Regions from separate parts of the Pan troglodytes genome. Here region 1 is linked to region 2. Evidence: chromatin contacts called from public Hi-C data. All regions are on one chromosome and are shown on one strand. The core of a region is the stretch at or near the end of the contact, and the rest is flanking DNA. Distances in the headings are between cores, read along the strand shown. Region 1 has its middle 270 kb from the start of MIR147A. Region 2 has its middle 110 kb from the start of MIR147A.

Region 1 (4,376 bases), core at 696-3,195, 370 kb after region 2:
TATGGCCCTGGATTCTCCCATTTCAATGGCATTGCTCTGGCCAACGGGTCAGATGGGGCAGTGCATTTGCCTTTCCCTAGGACTATGGCACAGTTGCTAGTTATACTTTTGAGAAATTTCTCTTGTGAAAAGTCGTACTAAGTTTATATTCTTTGAACTTGAGAAGGTGAGGCGTGAGGACTTGGATCAGATCAGCATTCTACTCACTCACGGTTAATGCAATGTCCCATTCAATGTCAATTGCAGCATCGCTGCCAAAGTCTCTCAGGGAGGCCAGGTGTGGTAACTCACACCTGTAATCCCGACACTTTGGGAGGCCGAGGCGGGCAGATCACTTGAGCCCGGGAGTTCATGACCAGCGTGGCCAACATGGTGAAACCCCATCACTACTAAAAATACAAAAATTAGCTGGACATGGTGGCGGGCTCCTGTAATCCCAGCCACTCAGGAGGCTGAGGCAGGAGAATCGCTTGAACCCAGGAGGTGGAGGTTGCAGTGAGCCAAGATCGCGCCATTGCATTCCAGCCTGGGAGGCAGAGTGAGACTCCGTTTCAAAAAAAAAAAAAAAAAAAAAAAAAAAAAATGTCTCTCGGGGAATTTCATGCACTGAGCTCCCACAGGGCCCAATGTTACCAAGGCAGGCCAGATCCAGACTCCATGGGCCTTACATTCTGTGTATCACGGATCTACCCAGGAATGTGGACTCAGCCATTCAATGTCATTAAAGTCAAAGACATTCTATCCTATCCTGTTACTGTGAAAGAAATTGAAGACACACAATAAGAGCATTTGACTTGGTGCATATCAGGGATTTATTCAACAAGTCCGAACTCTGTGCCAGGAGAGCAGTACAGTGTGGAACTAGAGTTGAGGCTTTGGAATCGGTCCTGTGTTTGGAGACTGGACTCACCACAAATGGGCTGAGTAAACATTGGCAAGCTGTTTCACTTCTTTGAACTCCAGTTTGCTCATCTCTGAAAGGGGACACAAAAATGCTAGCTTTGTTGCATTGTTTCTAATATGAAATAAGGAAGTATAAGCAGGGTGGCTTGTGCTCAATAAATGTTGGCCTTGTCTCCTTGTACTTCCATCAGCACCATGCTGGGAAGTGCATTAGAACAACTATCTTGAAGGAGCTCACAGTGTGGACATAAGTTGTGGGAGGTCAGGTACAAGTTTTCTCTAGTTCTGTGTTGTATCCTTAGGTCTCAGCACTATATGTGTCCCATAGTCCACACTTGACAAGTATTTGTTGCTTACCAACTCAATATACATGGATTTCAGGAACATAAATCTGAGGCAGAACATGATCCACCTCTTGGGAGTAGTCAGGACAGCAAATGGCAGTGACTGCATTCATACTGGAGTTTTGATGATGACCAGGATCTAGGAAGAGGGAACAGCATTACAAAGACGCAGATGGCAAGGAACAGCACACTGAGTGATATTGTTGGGGCATAAAGTAAAAGGTGACAGAGAAGGGGTGATGGGACATGTGGCTGGAGCAGTAGGCAGGGGCCAGGGCATGGAGGACTTTGAACTTGACTCTGTGCATTTCAAGCCCACATGATTGAAATCATTCAGCGGTTCTGTGGGAACCACTGAAGGGCTTTGTTCAGAGGTGTAGCGTAGTCATACTTGCATTTTGGAAAGATCACCTGGGATGAACAGGGAGACACAAAAGTAGAGGCAAGGAAACCAGTTAGGAGACTGTTGCCATGAGCTTGGGAGGCAGTAACCATTAAGATCATGACGATGGGAGTGCAAGGAAGAGAATATCTAAGGGTAGTTGAAGCTGCACAGATTATAGGACTCAGTTGTCACTTGGTGGCTGGTGCAAGTCCTGGGGCCTACAACCTACTTGGAAACAAAAGGGTAACCTTTGGATTCTATCCCCACTCAGTAGGATGGGAGGCCTCTTGCATTTCCTAATGAGGGCGGGGCAATGCACTGCCCTGCTGGAGGTTCCTTCCCAGAGGTGTCTGTTAAGGGCAGAGGAATCGCTGTGCCATCTCTTTATTCACCAGGGCTGTCAATCTGGAAAACAAAGGTGTTGTCAAACTGCCTTATTGAGAAGTAGTTTAAATTAACCTTGACAGGTAGATTAATAAATAATAAGGCCTGAATGGCTTATAAAAAAATCAATTACACTATAAATTTTAGAAGAGCACGTGCTCAGCTCCAACCTAGTGAAGCTGCAGCATTCTTGAACCAAATGTGCCCAAAGTCAATTCCAGGCAATTTTATTTTTTGGGAGATTAGACAGGATGCATTCAGTGGTGCAGATTACTGTACATTCTGGAATGGCTAAGGGATATTTAGTGGGTGAGTATGATTTGTAGAAAACAAGATAATTTACTCTCATTCGCCTACCTGTAATGTGTAGCACGTGATTCCGGCATGTCTCTCTTTGCATAATAATTCTGCTTTGCCTGGGCTGGAAGGAACCCAAGGGTCATGTGACCTAGTAATTCTCAAACCTTCCAGACTAATATTTTGTGATGCTACCTTTATTATCCTGAAATGGGATTCATAAATTATATAACCCGCCTAGACATCTCATTTTAAAAATCTATATAATGCCCAAACTGCAAAGTCAATGAAAAATAAAAAGCAAAGTAATTTATAATAAAATAATATGTATGTTGATAAGTGAATGAGTGGATGTGACTAGATTGGAAGACATAATAGCAGACAGATGATTGCTTGATAGTTACTGAAATGGATGTGTGGAATTGGCCACTCAAATACACGAACAGCATGGCCTTTCGAGTTGTAATTTTCTGAAACAGTAGCTATCTGAACAAACAAAGCACAATTTCTTCTGGATTTGCATGATACCGGCATCCAGGAAAATTCAGTGTATATACATGTATGTTACAATCATGCAAAAATGCTTTCTCTATGTGTGAATTGGAACTAGGATCTAGACCCAGATAATTACAACGTAGACTTTTCATTTATATGTCAGGTGAAACATCCCAAAATTGAGTGGGGTGTGGTCGAGTTCTTCATTGGCTCGGTCTTCTCTTTTGCTGCAGGCTGTCTAGCATCCAAACTCCAGTGGAATCCCTTCTATCTGTTGTGACAACCAAAACTGCCCTGGAACTATCCAAATCATCCTTTAGAGGTACAGTTGCCCATACTGAGATCAATAGTTCTTATTTAACCTCCTCATGGTTTGGATGGAGATACAAAAAGCCACGAAGGGGAAGAACTTGTTCCTGGTAAACAGAGGTTGGAACCCAGGTCTCATGTCTGCTGGCCCAGTGCTGTCCCACTGGCCTGACTCTCCTGCAAAGTTGGTCCTCCCGCAAATGTCTTCGAAATCTCGTCTATAGAGAGATCCTTTTGTTCAATGGAGGTTCAGCCCTTATCCTGGCCAGTGTGAATTCTGGGCTTCTGTACTGTGTGTATATTCTTAAAGTGAGATGCATCTGCATTTTAACATTTTTTGTGCCTATTTTCTAATCATTCTCAGCACAGGTGTGTAAAGGACTGAGGATAACACTGTATGCCTTGTGATCTACAGAGCATTGGAAACACTTTCTGCATCAACATTTCTTCCCACCGACTGGCTAGGATGCCTAGAATTTCCCCATACCTTTGAGTAAAGCCATTTAAAGTTTCCTTTAAAATGCAAACACTTTTGATTTACTCACATGAATTCTTCAGTGACCTCTTAGGTCCTCAGTTGCTTTATCTATATAATAGGGATAACACACCTACTTCATAACCGTTATGAAGATTAAATGTGATTAATGAATAAAATTAAAACACTTATGATATAGTAAGTGGCAAAACCTTGTTTATCTTCCTACCTCTTCACAAAGAGGTCTGGTGGGTATAAGGCGCACATACTGCTACCCACTCCCACCAATCTCAAGGCAGACATCACCAATTTATTTCAGCACTCTTATGCATGGACACCAACACGGCCTTGGGTAACTTCTTGGATTAGAACTCCAGGCAGCCAAGACTAATTGGAATCAGCACAGGAATTGAAAGCTTTCTTTATCTTTGCTTTAGCTAATTGCTGGACATTAACTCCCTTTATGTTAATGAGAGATGAGATAATCCCTCAGCTACCAGAGCCTGGAGGGACAGAGAAAGTTTTATGGAGAAGCAAAAGATGACAGAGAAAGAAGGAAAGGTACGTCAGAATGTCCAAGAGCAGGGCACTGAGCTGCTGGCACACAGCATAAGCCCTGCCTTCAGAAGTTAATAAGCCACATGCAAGGCACCTAGCATGCGCCTGTCACACATGGGTGCTCAATATCCAATGGTCCTTTTCCTGCTTGTTCGCTTCCCTCACTGTTTGGTCAGGTCTCCGAAATAAGGCACCTTGCTGCCATATTGCCCATAGAGTTCAACCC
Region 2 (4,373 bases), core at 964-3,463:
CGCTCACCATTCTGGGCTCTGCGCACTAATGACTCCCACGTGTCTTGGCTCATGGTTCAGAGAATGCCTTTTTTTTCAGCACGTCTCCATCATCCCCATATGCGTTGGGGCACATTTCTCCTTGGGAAATGCTTTGTTTGGGCAGGTAACAAGTTCCCTGATCGGGGATGACGGCACGCAGAGGCTGAAGGATGAAGACAGAAGTCAGGTGCTGGGAGCTGGATTTGGAAGGGACCATGTCTAAGGTCCTCTTGGGTCCTGTGAATCTGAGTGTATTTGTGGTTCCCTTATTTCTACAGGCCTTTCCCCTTGCAGCATTAAGTGGGGCTTTCCTTTGCTGATCGGAGCCCAAAGATGGGGAATTTGTTGGCTGGAATGACTGCCTCACACTCTCTGGCTCCTCCCTGTCCCCAGCCACACATTTGCACTGCATCTTGAAGTCAGAGGAATGCTTCTCAGATATTAGGTTTTGAACCAATCTAAATAATAATCTGGCCATGTCATTTTCTTCTTCAGAAGCTGGCAGAGGGCCCACTGTGCTCATGTTTGGAGTCTTTTGCATGATCAGGCCCCCACTGCATTGCTGGCCACACTGCACTCTTAAGGTGTCCCCGCACTGGGGTCATTGCACGCAGAGACCTGTAGCTCTCCTGCCCACCCTCATGCTCTTCTCTTGGCTAACACACCCTGGTCCTTCAGGTCCCAGTTCAGATATCACCTCCTCCAGAAGCCTTTCCTAACACCAGAGACTGGGTCCAGGGCCCTGCTAGGTGCCTGTCTATCTCCATCCCAGCCCTCATCAACCTGAATTGTAATCCTCATGAATCTGTCTCCTTCACTGATGGAGGGCTCTTTGCGGACATCTTGGTGTCTCCAGCATCTAACACAGAGTTGGACCTCAGGGTCCCAGGCCTGACCCTGCCGTTCACTGGCTCCAGTGGCCACTCTCAGTTATCTGAGGTTAGTGTGTGAATCAAAATCCCTACCTGATGCAAGGCAAAATGAGGTACAAGGCCGGGCATGGTGGCTCATGCCTATAATCCCAGCACTTTGGGAGGCCGAGGGTGGTGGATCACCTGAAGTCAGGAGTTTGAGACCAGCCTGGCCAACATCGTGAAACCCCATCTCTACTAAAAATACAAAAATTAGCTGGGTGTGGCAGCACGTGCCTGTAGCCCCATCTACTTGGGAGGCTGAGGCAGGAGAATTGCTTGAACTCAGGAGGCAGATGTTGCAGTGAGCCAAGAGTGCACCACTGCACTCCAGCCTGGGTGACAGAGCAAACTCCATCTCAAAAAACAAACAAAAAACACAAAAAAACAAAAAATCCAAAAAAAAACCCCAAAACCCACCATGGTACAAACCATTGTAACATAAGGTAATGTAGGCATATACTTAACCATTTTCAGAGCTCTCCATTATCTTGTGACATCTCAGTACCCGTCCCCTGAGCTAGGCTGGGCTGGGGTTATTATTTCCATCTCCGTCTGAGAGAACTGATGCTCTGAGAGTGGAAGTGACTTGTAGCACATCTGGCAAGAGGCAGGAGGAGCTGGTGCAAAGCTGGCCTCTGACCTCCTGCTACTGTAAAGAGCTTGAGTGACCAGGGAAGATGTCTCCGGGAGGCAGCATTTCTGCTGTGCTTCGAAGTCTGGGAGGGACTGGAAAGAGGAGACAGGGGCAGGCAGGGAGGTGTCAGGAGGGAGAGGGGCAGCCTGAGGTGGGAAACTGGGATGAGAGAAGAACTGGGTGCTCCTGGCCTCTCAGAGCCTGGGCAAGGAGGCTCAAGAGTTAGGTTGGGACTAGATCCTGGTGACCTCTGGAAGCCAGACCGAGGATTGAACTTAATCCCTAGGCTACAGAAAGCTGTCGAAGGCATTTGAGCAGGAAAGAGGCCTCGCCCCAAAGGAGGATGAATGCGGGGGCTGGGAGGCCACTGAAAAGGTGGTAGCGACGTCCATGCAGGAGACGGTGCGCTGGTGGGTGGCAGCGAGCTGGAATGGAGGACATACCTACTACCTCTCTTTGTCCTCTGTCTGACCTTGGCGGGGGTTCCCCAGGATGCATTCGCATTCGGCCAGTGGTCTCTGCCTCAGAGGCGGCAGCTGGTGGGTGGCCCTCCTTCAGAGGGTCGGGGGCTGCTGTCAGGGGTGCTTGGTTGGGAGAATGGGGGGAGGGGAGAGGGGCTGCTGGAGGTGCGAGCAGCAGCTGCTGCCTCTGACTTCCACAGGGGGTCAGTGTAACATTAAAGTTCCTCCCGACTGCTCTGCCCCATGCAACCCCAATGGAGGCCCTTTGGCTCAGGAATCTGGGTCAGCTGGTTATATTTGGAATCCTTGGTGGGCAGGCACAAGGCCAGGTGGGCTGGGGGATTCTGAGCCACTTGAGAATCAATTTTGTTTGTTTTCCTTTTGGTTTTGTTTTTAGAGTTTCAGAAGAATCCAAGAATGCCAGGGACTGATTTGTAAACACATGTCTGTAACATGCAGCGGACAGAGCCCCTTCTTCCTGAAGCCCCCAGTGGGCTTGAAGCCATTCTTGTCAGAGACCCCTCTGCCTCTGTCTTCATCTGGGAAGATGGTTTCCACCTAGAGGGCAAATGACAGATTCCAGGGCCCTAGGAGGTCTCCAAGATTGGTTAGATGATCCTGCACATTTTACAACTTTATTGCTTGGTGGTGAGAAAGTTGAGAAACTGAGACCAGACAGGGTAGTCTAATTTGCTGAAGGCCTTGTAGTAAGTTGGTGGTGAATTCAGGTTAGAATCTTGGTCTACTAACCCCCCAAATGGCTCTCCTAACCCCCAATGTCTCTCTGATGTCAGTGGAACCAGCCTGGGATGACAACGTCACCTTCAGCAAAGAACACTCAGATTTACATAATCAGCTGTCATTTACACAGCAGTTCCCATCCACTTTCTCAGTGGACACTCAGTAAGCTTCCGAGAATGGGTGCTTTTCTCTTGTGGAAACTGAGGCCGAGAAGAAGTTGAGGGACTCCCCAGCCAGTCAGGCTTCCTGACCTCAAGCAGGGAGTTTCTTGGAAGATGTCAGTTGTCCCAAACTCTAGTGCATACCAGAATCTCTTGGGAGATCTTGTATAAAATGTGGGTCCCTGAGCCCCACCTCCAGGGGTTCTGTTTCACTAGGCTTGGGGTAGGGCCTGGAGATCTGCTTTCTAGACCACGCCCCAAGGACTTCTGAAGCAGGTTGTTGGCAGATCATACTTGGAGACGACTGTGGCCTCGCCCGGGGCTTCTCAGACTTTAGCGTGTATAGCCAACACCTGGGCATCAAGTTCAAAAAAACAGATGCTGGTGAGGTTCCAGAGAAGAAGGAACACTTATACACTGTTGGTGGGAGTGTAAATTAGTTCAACCATTGTGGATAGCAGTGTGGCGATTCCTCAAAGAGCTAAAAACAGAATTACCATTTGACACAGCAATCCCATTACTGGGTGTATTGGTCTGTTCTTGCATTGCTATAAAGAAATACCTGAGGCTGGGTAGTTTATAAGGAAAAGAGGTTTAACTGGCTTATGGTTCTGCAGCCTGTACAGGAAGCATGGTGCTGGCATCTGCTCAGCTTCTGAGGAGGACTCAGGAAACTTATAGTCATGGTGGAAGGTAAAGTGGGAGTGAGGCATCTCACATAGAGGGAAACAAGGGCAAGAGAGAGTGAGGGGGGAGGCGCCACACACTTTTAAATAACCAGATCTCACAAGAACCCAGTCACGATCGTGAGAATAGCACAAAGGGATTGGTGCTAAACCATTCATGAGAAATCCACCTCCATGGTCCAATCACCTCCCACCAGGCCCTATCTCCAACACTGGAAATTATAATTTGACATGAGATTTGGGTGGGGACACAGAACCAAACCATATATATCACTGGGTATATACCCAAAGGAATATAAATTGTTCTACCATAAAGAAACATGCATGCGTATGTTCATTGCAGCAGTGTTCACAATAGCAAAGACATGAAATCAATCTAAATGCCCATTAATGATAGACTGGATAAAATGTGTTACATATACACCATGGAATACTATGTAGACATAAAAAGGAATGAGATCATGTCCTTTGTGGGAACATAGTTGGAGCTGGAGGCCATTATCCTTAGCAAACTAATGCAGGAACAGAAAACCAAACACCGTATGTTCTCACTTACAGGTGAGAGCTAAATGATGAGAACACATGGATACATAGAGGGGAACAACACACACTGGGGCCTATGGGAGGGTGGAGGGTAGGAGGAAGGAGAGGATCAGGAAAAATAACCAATGGGTACTGGGCTTAATACCTGGGTGATGAAATGATCTGTACAAAAAACCACTGTGACACGAGTTGATCCATATAACCAACCTGCA

What was found. Hi-C and Micro-C count contacts between places; a contact is called where the count stands out from the background.
Region 1: a Hi-C map of induced pluripotent stem cells shows a contact between it and region 2, with 2.9 times the contacts expected there. The contact joins two enhancer-like sites. A contact is called at or near these places in 1 of 7 Hi-C or Micro-C datasets (induced pluripotent stem cells) and 1 of 1 other capture datasets (stem cell-derived neural stem cells).

Annotation. Positions count from the first base shown.
Region 1 is chr11:18,462,611-18,466,986 of NHGRI_mPanTro3-v2.0_pri, forward strand. No RefSeq gene overlaps it. Among named protein-coding and RNA genes, the nearest start is that of MIR147A, 270 kb to the left of the region's middle. Within about 2 kb of position 1,946, at least 1 of the 24 cell types and tissues checked has an H3K27ac peak or open chromatin away from gene starts, as enhancers often do. A contact at or near this core is called in induced pluripotent stem cells, where this site is marked.
Region 2 is chr11:18,088,053-18,092,425 of NHGRI_mPanTro3-v2.0_pri, forward strand. No RefSeq gene overlaps it. Among named protein-coding and RNA genes, the nearest start is that of MIR147A, 110 kb to the right of the region's middle. Within about 2 kb of position 2,214, at least 5 of the 24 cell types and tissues checked have an H3K27ac peak or open chromatin away from gene starts, as enhancers often do. A contact at or near this core is called in induced pluripotent stem cells, where this site is marked.